2 separate regions of the Zea mays genome follow, and region 1 is linked to region 2. The links are chromatin contacts, called in public Hi-C maps. All regions are on one chromosome and are shown on one strand. Each heading gives the region's core, a stretch centred on a gene start, on an enhancer-like site or on the middle of the called end of the contact. The rest is flanking DNA. Distances are from core to core; before and after follow the strand shown.

Region 1 (4,299 bases), core at 121-2,620, 620 kb before region 2:
ATTGCTGCTTCCTCCTTGGGCAAGCCACACTTTTTGCAGTTCTTTCTGGATGCATAATTATTGTTACTGCAACCTATTCATCCATTTGCCGCATAAACCCACCAGCACAGTAGGCAGCAAAACGCACCGAAGCACACCCACACCCACCACCACCATGACCAGCCATCACGCACAAACCCATAGAAAGGAATAGACACACGCACACTAGTCATTACTTAGCACACTCATTGGTAAAGTTTTTTTTCTAATATTATCTACATATAGCAGCATTCAATGAACAAAATAAACAGAAGGAATAATGAAAATATTTCTAATAGGTAGTAGCAACAATTAAAACACAAACAAAGATCATCCAAGATACTTTCAGAACATATAGTAGTACTAAATACCCTGATTACCGTGCTTATAAGAGAGGTATACAGTTTGGTCAAAAAAAAATATAGATCAAAGAGGGTGAATGAACTGATTTGCATGGAAAGCTTAAGGAGCGGTGGTCAAATAATTTGTAGAGTTTCCTTTCTTAGTTTGAATGAAGTTTCTAGTTCCTTTATTTACACCTGTTCTGTTTTAAAAAATAAACACTCATCATTTAAAATGCAACTAACTTACCTTATTAAAATGTTGTCTGCATGACTAGAAAAGATCATGTTTGGATGAGTTAGGGCTACTAGATGGGTTAAAATCTAGCTGAGTTTGGCTAGCTAGTTGGCTAACAGCTAGTTAAAAACTTGGCTAAAAAATTATCACGTCTATTAGCCCTCTTGTTTGGATGCACTAGAATCAATTTTAGCTAATTTTAGCTAGCTAGTAATTAGATCTTGAATCCAAACAGACCCAAAGTCTAGCTAAGAAGTCTACAATAATAACCAGGGCTATGCCAACATACTAAACCTAGAGCGAACACAAGGGATGAAGGAGAAATGCTAGATTCACTAGACTATCAATGCGCTGCATAGGGATGGATGAGAGCCAGCATCTACAACAAGTGACGGGTGATTCAGGGCTGGGTAATAATGAAGGGTAGCGTGGCAGGAGAGGTGTTACCGGTGCAGATCCAGTCCCCGGCGCGGGGTAGCCACTTGGAGTCGCGCGGGGTGTTGGGGTCGACGAGGAGGCGCGGCTGCTTGCAGCGGTTGCAGAGCGAGCGGAAGGCGTAGTTGCGGTTGCCGCAGCTGCCGCAGTCCCAGTCGCCCTCCCTGCCGCCCCCTCCGCCGCCGCCGGACGACGAGCCCGCGCCTGCGCCGCCGCCTCCAGCCATGGGCAGGAGGTTACGCGAGCTGGTGTGGGGACGGGGCTGGAAATGGAGGAGGTGGAAGATTTGGCTGGCTGCCTGGCTCTCCTTTGTGGGCGATTGATTTTGGGGAGGAGAGAAGGCCAGGCAGCAGGAAGCAAACAAGGATCCAAGGGGGAGCAACCGGGTATATTCCGGCTCTCACCGCAACACACCGATGTATGTGCGGGTTTAAATCGCTGAGTTTTCTTTTTCTTTTTTTTCGAGAATTGTAAACAGAATTTTTTTTCCTAAAAAAATTGTAAAAATATTTAACCATTGACATCCAATCCTCTTGGGCTCACAAATTGAATCTTCCGTCCTATAAGACTCATCCACGTACATTAATTTTCAAACGGCTTTTATACTCATTATTCTTTTTTTACTATTGGCGTTTTTTTGGGCATACGCGATGTGCAGACTCGAGGCCTCTGCTTCTAGTTCTCGCTGGATCAGTTTTCGCAGGACGGTCCGGGCCAACTGTGTGTAACTAGTTATTGTCGTCAAAAGCTGTCCAGCATCCCTAAACGTCCAGCTTCTTAGGGCGCTTCCGTGGGCCGCGCTTCGGGTGAAGTTGTCCCACAACGGTTTGAAAGAAGCGGCCGAAGCCCCCTCATCTTGAAGAAGTCATCGGCATCCCGTGGCCACTCGCGCTGCCATTTAGGGTTTCAACCCCACCCTCCGCTGCCATCATTCGCTGAGGCCGTGTCGTCGTCTTCGCAGGTATGCTCTGCTCCATTTCTCCGGCGTCCTGACCCGCCCTTTCGTCTCCTCCATTTCCCATCCCCCTCGCTCTCTGCTTTTGACCGCGGCATTCCTCCCTGTCGGCGTTTCGACCCCGGGGGGTCCCTGGACCGACGAGTAAATTGTCGTTGCGTGTCCCAGCCCAGATGGGTCGGCGCGAGACGGGACACAAAGGGGGAGAACAGTAAGGGGAACCCGCGGCCTTCGTGTTGTCCTGCGCCCAGGGCGGATGGATGCGCTTGCAGTAGGGGGTTACAAGCGTTCGCGTGGGAGAGAGCGAGAGCCTTATGCGTCGGTCCGTTCTCCCGCGTGGCCAACCTTCTCGTACGAGAGCCCTGGACCTTCCTTTTATAGGCGTAAGGAGAGGGTCCAGGTGTACAATGGGGGGTGTAGCAGTGTGCTAACATGTCTAGCAGAGAGGAGCTAGAGCCCTAAGTACATGCCGTCGTGGCAGTCGGAGAGGTTTTGGCACCCTGTTCATGTGATGTCGTGGCCGTCGGAGGAGCGCTTGGGCCCTGTGGAAGGACAGATGTCGGAGCTGTCGAATCCTTGCTGACGTCTCCTTGCTTTCGTAAGGGGCTGAGAGCTGCCGTCGTCATGGAGCACGCGGGGCGCCATCATTATTTGTTTACCGGGGCGAGCCAGATGGGACGCCGGTCTTGTTCCCGTAGCCTGAGCTAGCTATGGGTAGGGTAATGATGGCCCCCCCTGTGACGTGGTCGGTCCGAGCCCTAGGTCGGGCGAGGCGGAGGCTCCTCCGAGGTCGAGGTCGAGTCCGTCTTCCGAGGTCGAGGTCGAGTCCGTCTTCTGAGGTCGAGGCTGAGTCCGAGCCCTGGGGTCGGGCGAGGCGGAGTCCGTCTTCCGAGGTCGAGGTTGAGTCCGAGCCCTGGGTCGGGCGAGGCGGAGACCGTCTTCCGAGGCCGAGGCTGAGTCCGAGCCCTGGGTCGGGCGAGGCGGAGTCCGTCTTCCGAGGCTGAGGCTGTGTCCGAGCCCTGGGGTCGGGCGAGGCGGTGTCCGTCGTCCAGCGTCGAGGTTGAGCCTGAGCCCTGGGGTCGGGCGAGGCGGAGCTTCCTATGGCGCCCAAGGCTGGACTTAGCTGTTGTCAGCCTCACTCTGTCGAGTGGCACAGCAGTCGGAGCGACACAGGCGGTGTTGTTTTCTTGTCAGGTCGGTCAGTGGAGCGGCGAAGTGACTGCGGTCACTTCGGCTCTGTCGACTGAAGAGCGCGCGTCAGGATAAGGTGTCAGGCGATCCTTGCATTAAATGCTCCTGCAATACGGTCAGTTGGCGTGGCGATCTGGCCAAGGTTGCTTCTCTGCGAAGACTGGGCCTCGGGCGAGCCGAAGGTGTGTCCGTTGCTTGAGGGGGCCCCCGGGCGAGACGTAAATCCTCCGGGGTCGGCTGCCTTTGCCCGAGGCTGGGCTCGGGCGAGGCGAGATCGTGTCCCTTGAGTGGACTGAGCCTTGACCTTAATCACGCCCATCAGGCCTTTGCGGCTTTGTGCTGATGGGGGTTACCAGCTGAGATTAGGAGTCTTGGGGATACCCCTAATTATGGTCCCCGACAGTAGCCCCCGAGCCTCAAAGGGAGTGTTGGCACTCGCTTGGAGGCTTTTGTCACACTTTTTTGCAAGGGGACCGGCCTTTCTCGGTTGCATTTCGTTCCGGTGGGTGCGCGCGAGCGCACCCGCCGGGTGTAGCCCCCGAGGCCTCGGAGGAGTGTTTTGACTCCTTCGAGGTCTTAGCGTGTTTCGTGATGCTTCGGCCGGTCTGGTTGTTCCCTCATGCGAACTGACCGTAGCCCGGGTGCATAGTCGAGTCCCAAGTTCTCGGGCTGGTATGTTGACACTGTCAACGGTTTGGCCGGAGCCGGGTTTGCGAGAGCAGCCCCCGAGCCTCCGCACAGAGCGAGAGGACGGTCAAGGACAGACTCGGCTTTTTTCATATGCCCCTGCGTCGCCTTTCCGCAAGGAGGGGGGAAAGCACCATGTTGCCCTCGGAGGGCGCCGAACATGGTGTCTCCAGTGAGTTGCTAACGGGTAATCCGAGTGGACGTCCATGCCCCATTCGTTAGGGGTCGGCTAGTGGCCCGGAGGCGCGCTCCAAAAGTACCTGCGGGTGATTCGCCGGACCCGGTCCCCTTTTGACGGGGTCTGAGGGCTCGATGCCTCCCTCTGGTGGGATTCCGTTACAAATCGTTCCCGTCGGTCTCGGAAATGTCCTAGGGTACCTCAGGGGCGTAGCCCGAGCCTTGGTTATGTATCGAACATACCCAGGGTCATCCCT
Region 2 (4,776 bases), core at 2,258-4,757:
TATGGATCGACTTGTTGCACAACATCAACCAGGCGCTTAAACACATGGCGACGCATACGGAACCTACCATAAAATAAATGTGTGTCACTGTAAGGGCCGATGAAAATAAGTACATGTCAAAATGAATGTGCGCACGAAATATATGAAATACCTCCTACGGAATTGAGCATCCGTGTACACGGGTTGCGCTCTAAAGTAGTCCGCTCGGATTCTTGCATCACCGCTCATGTGATCACGATGAATCCGAACACGCCCAGGAATGGAACCACCATGACGACGCTCGTTGCGTGCACGACGCCACCTAATAAGCATGTGCCTCGCCATCTACAACTCTTCTTCTTCCCCTTCCATTTCTTCCATCATCCTAACTAGAAGATTCGATTCTAAGTACGAGTTCATTGTTCAGGATATTTGAAAGCCAAGTTTGAGTGAAGTATGCAAGGATGACTCGCTATTTATAAAACAAGTAGGCTTCAGAGACAAGCCATCCTCTTGTCGTGCAAACGAAGCTAGACGATGGCTTGTCGAAGAAGTGTCGTGGCTTACGGTGGAAGCATGTGAATTTGAAAACATAATTGCATACCGATAAAATACTATGCGACGTTTTATCGACAACAATTACACACAAAATAACATCCAATGTTAAATAATTTTGACAATTCGAAAATTAATAAATACACTATTTTGCGCATCATTTGTATAGCGTGATATGGGAAGAAAACAAAGAAAACAGAAAAGAAATGGAAAAAGGGAATCTGTTAACACTATAGCTTTAGGGGACCGAATTTAGGGGACACTGCTGGAGACTGAGAAGATATAGACGACAAAATCTTTTAGAGTGTGTTGTAAAGGATAGAGAATATTCCTTTAGGGGATGGAATTTAGGGGACGCTGCTGGAGACAGCCTAAGTGATTTGATTTGATTTTTTATGCTAATTACGAACAACATAAATCAAGGAATTTCCTTTTCAATGTGCATGCAACAAATATGAGTAAACTGATGTATGAACTCCGTGTTCGAGCATAAAATCCTTCATTTTTAGTGTAAATAGTTCATGTGGTAGGCATAAAACACAATAATCGAAGACATAACATGGATTGGAGGAAGTAGTCGCTAGAGGATGCCGTCGAGGACACTAGATTGGAGGGAGGTCGTCACTTCGGGCGCCCGAACTACGCTGGATCGGAGGATGTCACGCGCGACCATCGCAATGCACACCTCTTGCCTTTCGTGGATGTCGCTCGATCCTCGCGACTCTTACGTCGTCGTCGCTGCTCACACGTCGGGGGGACGGGGCAACTGTCGTTCGTGGGTTATGGTGTGCCGTGCCGTTCGGCCCTGGGGTGCGACACTGTCGCTCGCCTGCCTCGGGACGGTTGTCACCGCATGCCCGCCCACCTCGGGGCCCCGGGGTCGACGCCGCTCGCTCCTACGGATCAGAGAGCCTCCACTACTGCGCCTCAGAATCTGGGAACCGTCGCCACCATGCGCTCTCGGGCAACCGCCGCTGTCGCACGCGCGCCTAGGTGGACGCCGTCACACGTGCATCGAGGTGGGGCATAAAAAACTGAGCCCTAGTGCTCTGGGGCTTATTTTATAGACGCCGAGACCTAGTTCGGTTCAACTGAATGACTCATCTGGCCAGGGCTTTCTCTAGTTATTGGAAGCCCAGAGCTTTAGATATATCTGTACAACTTATTAAGGCAGGGCTTTCTCTAGTTATTGGAAGCCCAGGGCTTTAGATATACCTGTACAACTTATTAAGGCAGTAAGGGGTAGGCTGCCATTCCTATTCCCATTCCCTGTTTTGCCTTTCCGATTCCCCCCTCCCCGCACAGTCCATTCTCATGTTCGGTAATCATTCCCTGTTTCCTTTCTCATTCCCCCCTCCCCACAAAGACCATTCCCATTCCCACGTATATCCCACGCCTAGCTAAAATTTAATTAAAAAAACAAACCCCAAGGGGATTTGAACCCGTGACCCCTCAAGCAAATATGCTCGTAGCTACCACTACACCACATGTATGTTTATGTCTACATCTATTATAGTAAAAACATATACTACATCTCTCCCGAAGCCCACCTGCTACCCTTGCACAATGTGTAGTAGTAGATAAGTATCATCGAGATTATTAAATTATATTTTTGGATTGAGGGAGTAATATTTAAAGAAGAGTCTTGTATGCAATTTCTTTTGTTTGAATAATGTTTTCAACTTAAATTCCTTTTTTTGCATGTGTGACATTTATTCTCCGTAATATTTTTCCATGGATCTGACTTATAAGACATTTTCATAAATCAATGCCAAAGATGAATCCATGTTTCTTACTTGCAAACCCCAAACAAACACCACTAGCATGAGGCGCTCGCTTTGGTGTCGCTCGTCGACGACGAGAAGAAGCTTGGCGACTGCCAGTTTGACCTCTCTAAGCAGTCCTACGTGGCCCATGCGCCGATGTGTACGGCAAGCTCCAGCGCAGCCATCGCTTGTTCGCGGTCCAGAGCGGCTGCACCGCGCTGTCCATCGTCAAACAGGGGGACCTCATTGTCGTCGCCAATGCCGACGACTCTCGGATTGTTCTGGGCACCGCAGCCGACGACGACGCCATCATACTTTCTAGCTCATCATCCACCTGAAGCCCAACCTGCTACGTAAGTCGCTACTGATCGGCCATGAATTCTTGTGCGCTGGGATGACGGCCATTGTTGCTGTTGTGTGTCCTCGAACAAGATGTATGTAGAGAAGTAGCACATCCGGTGGTGCAACGACCATGTGTACTACCTCGCTGATGAGCCCGGAGTGCACTTCATTTGGCAGCCCAGCCAAGAGTCGTCGGTACTCACCATGTCGCGCGCGTTCGACGACTACTATATCAAGGATTGTGGCGTCATCTCGGCGCCGGAGGTGAGCAGAGGAGGACCGACAACAATGACCACTCGCCATCGTCGGGGTAGCTTTTGTGCCGGTCTGACTTTAATTCTCTTCGCAAACACACACTTGTCTTTTTTGTTTAAGCAAGTGTGTATGGTGGTGCGTGCCTGATGACTAACGATGTATGACGGAATTTCTACCGGCAGGTGTGGCACGTGCTCTCCAATGATGAGACCATGCAAATCATGACATATATCGAAGTCTGCATGATACTGATGGTTACAATGTAGTAGTGAAACAACTAAATTAAAATAACAAAATTTATGTATGGCTAGGATCACAAATAAATTATGAAATATTTTTTATAACAATATAAGACATATTTTGTATATAAATTATCATGGTATTATATGTTTTCATTAAAACGTACAGGTACTCACCTAATAAACTATATATATAACCATGCCCAGGGTTTATAGATGGATGCTAGCCGGAGGGTTGCAACGGCCGGCGGCCGTTATGCGATCCGCATGTTCTGCAACAAACTCAGGCTGACGGCTAGGAGAGAGTCTGGAGTGAGGGACCCGTCTGGCAGTGACATGGCGATGATGCACGTGTTGCGGTGCGGGTGACCGAGAGGCCGACGACGGTGCTCCAGCGGTCGGCACGCAGGTGGCCATGTTAGGCTGGCGTTCAAGGGGAAGTTGGGCCAACAGATAAGCAATCGGCCCACGAAGGTATGATCCTTCTTTGTTTTTTTCTTTTCTTGTTTACATTGAATTCGAATTTCAGTTATATTTTTTTGAATATGAGTTTATATCACAAACCCCAATTTAAATGCAAACAAAGTAAAGTTCAGCATGATACACAATTTTGATTTATTTTATTTATTATTTATTAGTTGTGTAAAAATAATGGTTTATTTGAAAACATAATTTTGAAAACAATGATACACAAAGTAAAGTTGCTTTGAAAACAATGGTTTATTTGTGTAAAAATACATTCACCAAACATAATTTTGTACTCTTTCCTTTATTCCCTAGAATTTGGGTATCACATAGTGCATAAGAGTTTTATCCTACAAAGCTATGTCCACTTCTATAAAACTTTTATAGATGTTTCTGATTTGTTAACATTATGTCAATATATTTAATAACCATACATTTTTTCATTGACATTAGCATAAGGCACGTTATAGTGAACATGGTGACGATAAATTTGCACTCGTTCTATTTTATTAATATTGTGCTAATGTATTTAATGAGCATACTTTTTTTTATTGACATTAGCATACATTCTGACAATAAATTTGCACTCGGCATTGATGTGCTTGTCTACTTTTTCATGGCTATAGATGGTCAATAAGCACGAGGCCCGCGAGCCCGGCACGAAGCCCGCTGTTTGGTCCCGGTCCGAGCCCAGCACGGCCCGGTTCTATGCGAGTCCGGACCGGCCCGACACGAATAAGTGGGTCGGGCTCGGACAAGAAACTAGGCACGGTGGGCTAGCTCGGCACGACACGTTTACCTCTAAGCATGTTGAGCCCGCTTTTTTTGCACTAAAACATGCTTTTCGGCCCGCTTAGCCCGCTTTGGGTCTGCTTTTTTCATGTTAAACGGGTTGGGCCGGCCGGCCCGTTTAGGCCCGCTGCGGCCCGAGCTCGGACAGGAAATCGAGCCCGCGGGCTTAGAAGACCCGGCCCGGTTTTCTAACCGTGCCTGACGGGCCGGGCCCAAAACGGGCCGTGCTTCACCGGACCCGGGCCGGACCGGACGGCCCGTTTGGCCATCTCTACTCATGGCCCACAAGTCTCTACACCTTTTGTCATGCCTCATAAGTCTCTGCACCTTTAAAGTAAGAGTTTCATTGTTCATCGTCCGCTCATCTGGCTCCCGTGAGCCCA

The links. A called contact is a pair of places that touch in the nucleus more often than the background predicts.
Region 1: a contact with region 2 is called in a Hi-C map of leaf, with 3 times the contacts expected there. The contact joins the promoter of LOC100285397 here to the enhancer-like site in region 2. A contact is called at or near these places in 3 of 25 Hi-C or Micro-C datasets (ear, leaf and tassel).

Annotation. Positions count from the first base shown.
Region 1 is chr10:94,750,773-94,755,071 of Zm-B73-REFERENCE-NAM-5.0, reverse strand. LOC100285397 reads right to left here and starts at 1,370. Exons shown (of 7, transcript NM_001361367.1): 1 at 1,045-1,370; 2 at 1-73. The coding sequence starts at 1,258.
Region 2 is chr10:94,127,587-94,132,362 of Zm-B73-REFERENCE-NAM-5.0, reverse strand. No RefSeq gene overlaps it. Among protein-coding and RNA genes, the nearest start is that of LOC103641407, 52 kb to the right of the region's middle. Within about 2 kb of position 3,507, at least 17 of the 20 cell types and tissues checked have an H3K27ac peak or open chromatin away from gene starts, as enhancers often do. A contact at or near this core is called in ear, leaf and tassel, where this site is marked.